Linked DNA regions of Zea mays: region 2 is linked to region 1. The links are chromatin contacts, called in public Hi-C maps. All regions are on one chromosome and are shown on one strand. The core of a region is the stretch at or near the end of the contact, and the rest is flanking DNA. Distances in the headings are between cores, read along the strand shown. Region 1 holds the start of LOC100276696. Region 2 holds the start of LOC542726 (ribosomal protein13).

Evidence for each region. Hi-C and Micro-C count contacts between places; a contact is called where the count stands out from the background.
Region 2: a Hi-C map of ear shows a contact between it and region 1, with 2.8 times the contacts expected there. The contact joins the promoter of LOC542726 here to the promoter of LOC100276696 in region 1. A contact is called at or near these places in 3 of 25 Hi-C or Micro-C datasets (ear, endosperm and tassel).

The regions. Positions count from the first base shown.
Region 1 is chr4:39,428,264-39,432,523 of Zm-B73-REFERENCE-NAM-5.0, reverse strand. LOC100276696 reads right to left here and starts at 1,735. Exons shown (of 7, transcript NM_001150423.1): 1 at 1,617-1,735; 2 at 81-620. The coding sequence starts at 600.
Region 2 is chr4:39,628,485-39,632,325 of Zm-B73-REFERENCE-NAM-5.0, reverse strand. It overlaps LOC542726 (ribosomal protein13), which reads right to left and starts at 2,498. Exons shown (of 5, transcript NM_001112238.3): 1 at 2,382-2,498; 2 at 2,213-2,285; 3 at 1,965-2,103; 4 at 1,546-1,732; 5 at 400-659. The coding sequence starts at 2,404. The coding sequence ends at 626.

The DNA of each region.
Region 1 (4,260 bases), core at 486-2,985:
GTAAATGTAAATTCAAATGATTGCTTAATGCAAACATGAACAATGAATAGTAAGATGCCCAATAGGATACATGAACTGACCTTCTTCATCATCTGGGTCCTCCACATATGGCTCTTTGCTTTCCCTTTGATGCTTCCTAAAGTTACCATTCTTCTTCTCGCCTTCTTCATCATCATCTACATCATCCTCATCATCTGAAGATAACTCCTTGATAATTGGCCCTTTAGGCCTGCTTGGTTCAGGGGCCTGCTGAATGAAACCACTGCCATTGCTGATACCTTGACCGAGATGTGTCTGGCTTCCAAACATGCCTCCATTGAGATTGCCATGGGGCGCAAACATACTTGGTCCAAGCAAGCTAGGTTGCACCATGCTGCCGAAGGGGTTCATGAAGCTAGGTTGCATCATGCCGCTGAAAGGGGCTGAGAAACTAGTCTGCATCATGCTACCAAAGGGGTTTGTGAAGAAAGGGTCGTCAAAGGGATTTGCGCCACCAAAAAAACCAGGCATAAGGCTCCCTGGTTGTCCAAAGCCACCGGAACCACCAGAAGGGTCCCCGAAACCGAATAAGCCCTGCCTCCCACCTCTTCCCCCTTGCATCTTCTGTTACAGCACCTTACCTAATACAGGCAACATGTGTTAAACAATCGTGTGTCGTGTAGACAGTAAGATAACAGTCGCATAACTCCAGCCTGAGCTCCAGCTCAAAAATCATCAATTCACATGGACAAGTGGCAGCATGGTCCAAATAGGTAAATATATAGCAAACCATAGTGTTAATAACTGAAAATTGCAACATCACACAATCAACTGGAGTCCAGATACTCCTTGTCCCAAGACCAACCTTCATGAATTAGGGGATGAAACATGGCGCCCAAAAACTCATTGGCAGCAATGACATTAACTCTACAATATCATATCTGCAGTAAACCAGTGCTGGAAGAGTGGCAGCTATCCATTTCGAGGAAGCAGACCTACAGCCGGAGGCGGAGCTTAATTAAGAGCAAGCTGCCCAACGTAATTTTCACTGTCTATCTATACGGTAATTTTTGGTACTGTTTATCAATGTTTAGTGATCAATTACTTAGGCTTTCTTCCCCACCACCAAAATGCCCATACAGCAGCTAAGCTAGACAGGCGAAACTATCCCTCCCTCGTCAACCCAGTGCCGGTGAAACGCAGAGCAGAGAACACATGACTTCGTACGCATCCAACATCGCCTTCGGACACCCTACGACCACGCATAAATAAAGTAATTCCCCCGACATGCGCTAGTAGTCTACTACCAGTGCCATCACCCAGACATCATAGGAAATCACACAGTATGTGCCTCGGGCATCAGACGACAAGCAGATACCATGACAAACCTCTGCTTTCCGCAAGGACAGCACTAGCCGTACGCAGTTGGTTTTCTCTACCCGAAAAAAAACAAAATCGAAATGATCACAGAGCCAGAGAAGCGGACGGACCCAGCGTCGCTCGGCACGTCGGACTCGAAACGGACGATCCCTCACTACAGAAAAACGTCGCGCAGATCACCGAGACTTGCACGAACAAGCAACCGAAATCATGGGGCAAATCGCATAGACGGGGCCGGGGAAATCAAAGAGACAGACCTGAAATCTCTGGGGCGCGCGAAGGGATCCGTCCGATCGGACCAGACGGTAGCTCTCAAGGTCTGGGGAATGGCGAACGCGAGCAAGGCAGCGGTTGGGCGAGGCAAAGGTGTGCCCGTGTGGAGCAGCGGTGGAGGTGGAGCCGTGGAGGCGGAGATGAAGGAACCGGAAGGGAGAGTTCCAGAAGGCTAGAAGTGGGCGCCGGCCCATTGAGCCCCAGTTATGCTAGACCCGCATGTATTGGCCCACACTTTGTGGATCAGGTTACTTACATTCACGGCTAAGCCCATGCGGCCCGGTTCTTCTTCTGGTTTCCACTGTTGCGACTGTTGAGAACTACGTTACCACGGATCACCAGATCCGCTCCCTTCTCTCCCGCCAGCAGTAGAGGCGCAAGAAGATGTAGAGAACCCGTCTCCCTTCCCATAAGCACGACAGAGGAAACACACGAGACACTGGATATATGGTTGGGCCTCTGGCCTCTTTCTGATCTCTGTATTATGAGGGGGTGTACAGGTTCCTTATATAGAGATGTGAGACCCATCAGGGGCAAAGTCGGTATTTGCCCACATAACCCTAACTAGGGTTACTTAACACTCCCCCTTGGACGAATACCGCGACCAACACATGCCTCGTTAAAACTCCGAAAAACCCAGTGGAAAAAATGTGGAGAAAGAGTGCATGGTGATACAAATTGCATTTGCACTTTGTTGCCTCGTTAAAAACCTCATGTGAGAAACTTCAAGAAAACTCACCAAGGGAAAAAGAGTACAACAACTGTCACCGGGACAGATTTCGATCATTTGGGATCTAGATTCTATCGAATCTTCTACAAGGGCTAACTTTAGAAATATGCTCCCCCTGATCCTTGCAAAACCATATCAATAAGGCAAAACATCTTCTTCTAGAAGTATATGCACATAAAGATTTAGCAAACGGATTGCATATCCTTGCAAGGACTATTTCAGGAACTTTACCTCTACTCACTTCTAGGATATACGAGGTAAGTGCACGTATCAATATAAATAAGCCACTTTGATTGATGGTGTTCGATCGACTAGATCTATATATATGATAGAAAGTTCCATAAAGGTTCACATATTGATCATCAAGCTCACGCCTTCAGGGCATAGAATATGACAATTATTGTCTCACGGTTGTGATCAATATAAGCATTCGCTCCCCCTGACGATGACATCTGTTAAAGTCGTTATCCCTCATAATTCAAGCATATTCTTCAAGATATATATCTCATTGTTCATCTGGAATAACGAGAATGGATGAGGTTGGGGTGCTATCATTTTCTATCTTACACCACAATTTATACATAGTTGTGCAAAGCCAATAACATGTCCTTCAATAGGACTTAGGGGATAATATAGTTGCAATAGTACATATTCTAAATATGACACATCGCTCGAGGCGTTCATCCATTGCAACATCTATGATGGTGTCACAAAAGTCCATCTAAGATCGTAATCCATGAGGGATTTTTCATCGATCAGATACATCGTTATAGTCTGTCATTCTGGCACAATGGGGATATTTTGCCAGTAACACCTAAACCTTATAAGTTTCTGCCATCAGGGCTTTAGAGGATACCGTAATTCCACATCTAGTAGAAATTACCATGAGTAAAACTCATGGAATGCACATGTGCTTATTCGATGAACTTCAAGTCCTTTGGTACCTCATCTTATTCCTTTTCGGGTCTGTATGGGTCTTTATCCCTTTATAGGGATTATCAAACTTTGGTGTTCAACACAGACTTTGTTTCTTCTGGATAGGTTCCATCTGAGAACGATAGTCTCAACTAGGAGATATTCTCCCTACATAGGAGAGTGATCATTCATCAGGAATGTATTATTCGGTATGAGATTTATATGTTGCATATTTATAATTCAAATATATGAGTCCTCCTAGGATCTCATGACGGATCTTTAGAATCCTATTAACTGCATATTTTAATTCATGCCATTTGCCAGATATATTATATAGCGGAATAGTGTTTATTCAACACATACGTGGGATGGGTCTCTCACAAGACCACTTGAACCATCGCATGCCCCACACATTATTTCAATAGTGCCCATAAATGTCCGAACTTCAAGCTCGCGACTTTCATTTTGCGATTATTGGTTCAACCTCGATTGCATTTATCAATGACCCGATAAGAGAGCTTAAAGCACTCATGCCTAGGACTTTGTTTTGGATCCATTTGCAATCTAGAGGGGCAAGATAGGTGTCGACATATTTGTCTCTCACATTTAATAATGATCTCCGATTCCCAAAATGAAAAATTCATTGTTCTGTATTCCTAGCACAATGATATTGCGCGCATTGCTAGGAATTCCATCATCAAGATGAACCTCTTCGTGAGGCAAATCACCAGCAGGGTGAGTTCATCGGAGGAGAGTTATTTATAGACCACGTGAATCTGCAATCAGAACATATGCTTTGACTAAGGCTAATGGATCATATTCGCAGGCGTCTCCAAGAATAGATCAAATACCAATAAGTCAAATGTGGATATGATATTAATCCCGGGTATATCCACATCTACATCAAGTAGAAGCATTCAAACCAATATGGTTACTCCTCAACGATTTCTGGCAAACTCCTTATACACAAGAGTATACACCGA
Region 2 (3,841 bases), core at 1,249-3,748, 200 kb before region 1:
TGCAACAATGCAAGCATGAGTTTGCAAAAGAATTACTCCTAGTCACTCATAGAGCTCTAGATAGATTCGATTCTGCCATCCCGACATGGCTTCAGCAATGGCAGTAGAACCTTCTGTAATCCGTCTATTTGTTTGTTCTAAACAATGTTTTCTTTCTAGTTTAAATAAAATTTTCAGTAAGCCCCCTCCTGTTCTCTAAAAAAAGGCCGAGCAGCCATGTCCATGACAAATTAGCGTAAATTTGAGCGTGCGTCAGGCATAGGGTTTCTGACGATTAAAACACCGTTTACAAATGCGTGCAGATTGGTCTTATGCATATATTTCGAGAAAAAACACATCTGGTATGTGCGATCAAAGTGGACATTTTAGTCATATAATAACCAAAAAAACCATGCCACGTATGAACAAGCAACAATAATAAGTGATGGTGAAGTAAAAGCTCACCCTAGGCTTCAAAACATATGCATGTTACGTTTAACAGACAATTCAAAACCCCAAAATGGTTTACGGGATTCTCAAGGTAAACATAAAAAAAGATGAGGTCCGTTGTCCATTTAACCGGATCGAGACATAAGAAGCATTACACAAATTCATATCTAGAACAAGCTGTCGGAGGATACCACACTTAGGCCACCAGAGTGCTCGCTGTGGTTGACTCACTGCACAAAAACAAGGAAACAAGGTCAGTCATATATGCAACAAGATCCAAAAGCAATTAAAATTCAAACAGACAACAGTTGAGGTGCAGTATGTGTGTAATCAATATTTAGTAAATAACAGTTCGATAACTGAATTAATCAGAATGGGATGTTTCACTCTATTCACAGAGCATAGCAAATTTAGCCTCACAGTCTAAGTTTACAGTTTAGTCCAAGTTAATACAAATGTAGCTCTGCAAAACCAGTAATCTTTACTCAACTCAACATCTGTACTTGTATACATCATACCACTAATGATTTTACAACAAACCCTCATCAACACATGTTATATTCCAGGGACAAGGACACTACCTGCTAATAGTATTTTAAGGAAAGTCAATTGTACTTTGTCGATGTTAAGTATTCAGAATGAATACAAGCAGTGTACCGGTGTAATAGACAGCAAAACTGTGTCAGTCCCCACTAATGTTAAGTATTCAGAATGAATACAAGCAGTGTACCAGTGTAATAGACAACAAAAATGTGTCAATCCCCACTAACACATAAGCACACTTCAACATGTCTAAGCTAGCATTAAAGTCAAATAGTATGTATTTTGACAATTTATCTGGTGCTCACAAAGACTACAATCAGAACAACAGTGAAATAGTAAACACGATTGCCTAAACCTCCGCCCTTGTAGATACAACAGAGCCCATGATATGCATATCTAGCTTCAGTTGATTAGAATAAAAGCATACCACACACAACTAATGTGTCTAGAACAGCTCCTATGTAGTATTGGTGCACATTGACTCTCACATCAAACACATGATACAAATCACCAAGATAACTGACAGTTCGCAACTCCATGGTTGAGGCAAGGAATGGGTTCTGGTTGACTTACTACTTCCAGGTGGGTGGAAGCTTCTTTGTGCGCTTGTAGTAGCGGGCAAGGCGGTGGATCCTGCTCTCCACAAGAATGAGCCTGAATTTAGAGTCTTTGTCCTTCCTGTTCCTCTCAAGGTGCTTCCTTATCGCCACCGCCTTCTTGATGAGGAAGTACAGGTCCTCGGGGATTTCTGGTGCCAGCCCTACACGTGCACATGAAACATGATTACAGTACAAATCACAAAATACCGACAAGCCGAGGTGGAGCTTCATTAGGGCCATGACCCCTCCTGGTTTTGCAATTCTATAAAGGATGCTTCCGTATCTTGGTATATTTTCCTGATGAAGGTTTAGATTTGCCAGCCTCACACTCACTGTACCTCAGGCTTCGCCACTGGCAACATGTGAATCGAGCGATAGGGATGTAGTTCTCACCATGGGCCTTGAGGATGCGGAGGATCTTGCTGCCGGTGACGCTCTTGACAAGGGGGATACCGTGCTGGTCACGGAGCAGGACGCCGATCTGCGACGGCATCTGTCCCTTCTTCGCTGCCTTTGTGATCATCTCCTCCACCTACCAGGCGATGAACACACGTCAGCGAACCAAATCCGCAATCCCAACAATAGCGGAACCAGACGACGGCCGAATGCAATGGAGTCGAAGGAGAGGAGAAGGCTCTCACGTCGGAGGCAGCGGTCTTGAGCCAGGTAGGAGGCGTCCTCTTGTAGGGAAGCGCCGACGATGAGATACCCTTCCTGCGTCACGGAGCCACGCAGCCGCCATCAGCACACAGATTCACCACACTAGAAGCAATAGCACCAGTGTTACGAGGACGAGGACGGGAGGGTTACCCGCGGCTGTGCATACGCCCCATGGCGGCGGATTGGTGTCTACCTCAGGCGACGGCGGGGCGGGGGCTTGATGCGGCGGCGGCGGCGGCGGAGGAGCGAGGGCGAGAGGAAGCGCGTAGCAGCCTAGGGTTTGGAGGCGCTACTTATAGTGCGCGGCGGCGCTGAGGATTTTCGCTAGGGCTCCGACGTTTCGTGCTGGGCCGCTTGTTGGGCTTCGCCCATGGGCTCGGGACGTTTCGGCCCGGTACACGTTTACTGAAGCTTTTTCTGATGGAATTTCATTATTTTGTTTTGTGGTATAAGATAAAACATCTCAGAAATTGGCTTGTTTCTGCTTTAGGATTTGGACTTGTGATATATGTTTTGGAAATGTTCTGGAACAAGAATTTGCGTGTTGTTTTTTTCCATTAGTGGGCTCTTTGGTTCAACCAGCAAAAGATGAGCGCGACGGATGAGTATCTTTCAGATAAGATCAATAAGGTCGCTCAAAATCACTGTGGAAAACGCACAAGCTTTTATGTAATACTCCTTCTGTTCTAATTTATAATTCGTTTGATTTTTTACAAAGTTTGACCATCTCATTTTATTCATTTTTTTGCAAAAAAAATTTAAAGCTAGGCTTTAATTATATTATAGAGTAGACGATATCATAGTAAAAAATAATAATTATTATGAATTTTTTTAATAAGACGAACCCGTCAAACGAACTATAAATTAGAACAGATGGAGTATCTGAAACATTTCTTTCAGAGCATTGCTGAGCAAAGGGAAACTCAAATATTCGACCGATTCAAAAACAGTGATACAGAGAGTGTTCATGGTAACCTTTTAGCGAAGGTGCAAAAGCTTTTTTCATTATTGTAACATGTTATCTAAAAGCTTTTCACAGGGAAACCATGGGAGTAAGGTATTTGCAATAAAAGGCTACCCTAAACTTGAGAGAGTACGTGAAACAGCGTGCATTATTTCTCCATTGGTAAACTGGCATTGTCTAGATTAGGGCTGGTCATTCGGTCGGGTAATTTGGTTCGGTCTATTCGGGTTTGTGAAATTTCGGGTTGTGAAAAATGAAAACCGAAATTTTCAAAAAAAAATAGAAATCAAACCTGAATAGACTCACAATTTCGGTTCGGTCTATTCGGTCCACCGAATCGACCCAAATTGTAGAGAGATTAGTATGTTTTGTTAAAATATATATAACGAATAATTAATTAAAAGTACTATTATTACAACAAGTGACTATAAAAATTAGCATACAAAGATATATATACTATCTTTAAGATGATATCATTATTTTTAGCTAATAAGTTCATAAATCATATAATAATAACATTACATATTAAGAGCTTTTTAATATCTCGGGTTATTCGGTCTATTCGGGTTTTAAAGGTTAGGAACCGAACTCGAACTCATACCCCGAAATATAGCACATATGATAGTAGACGCGGCCCGATCTTCAG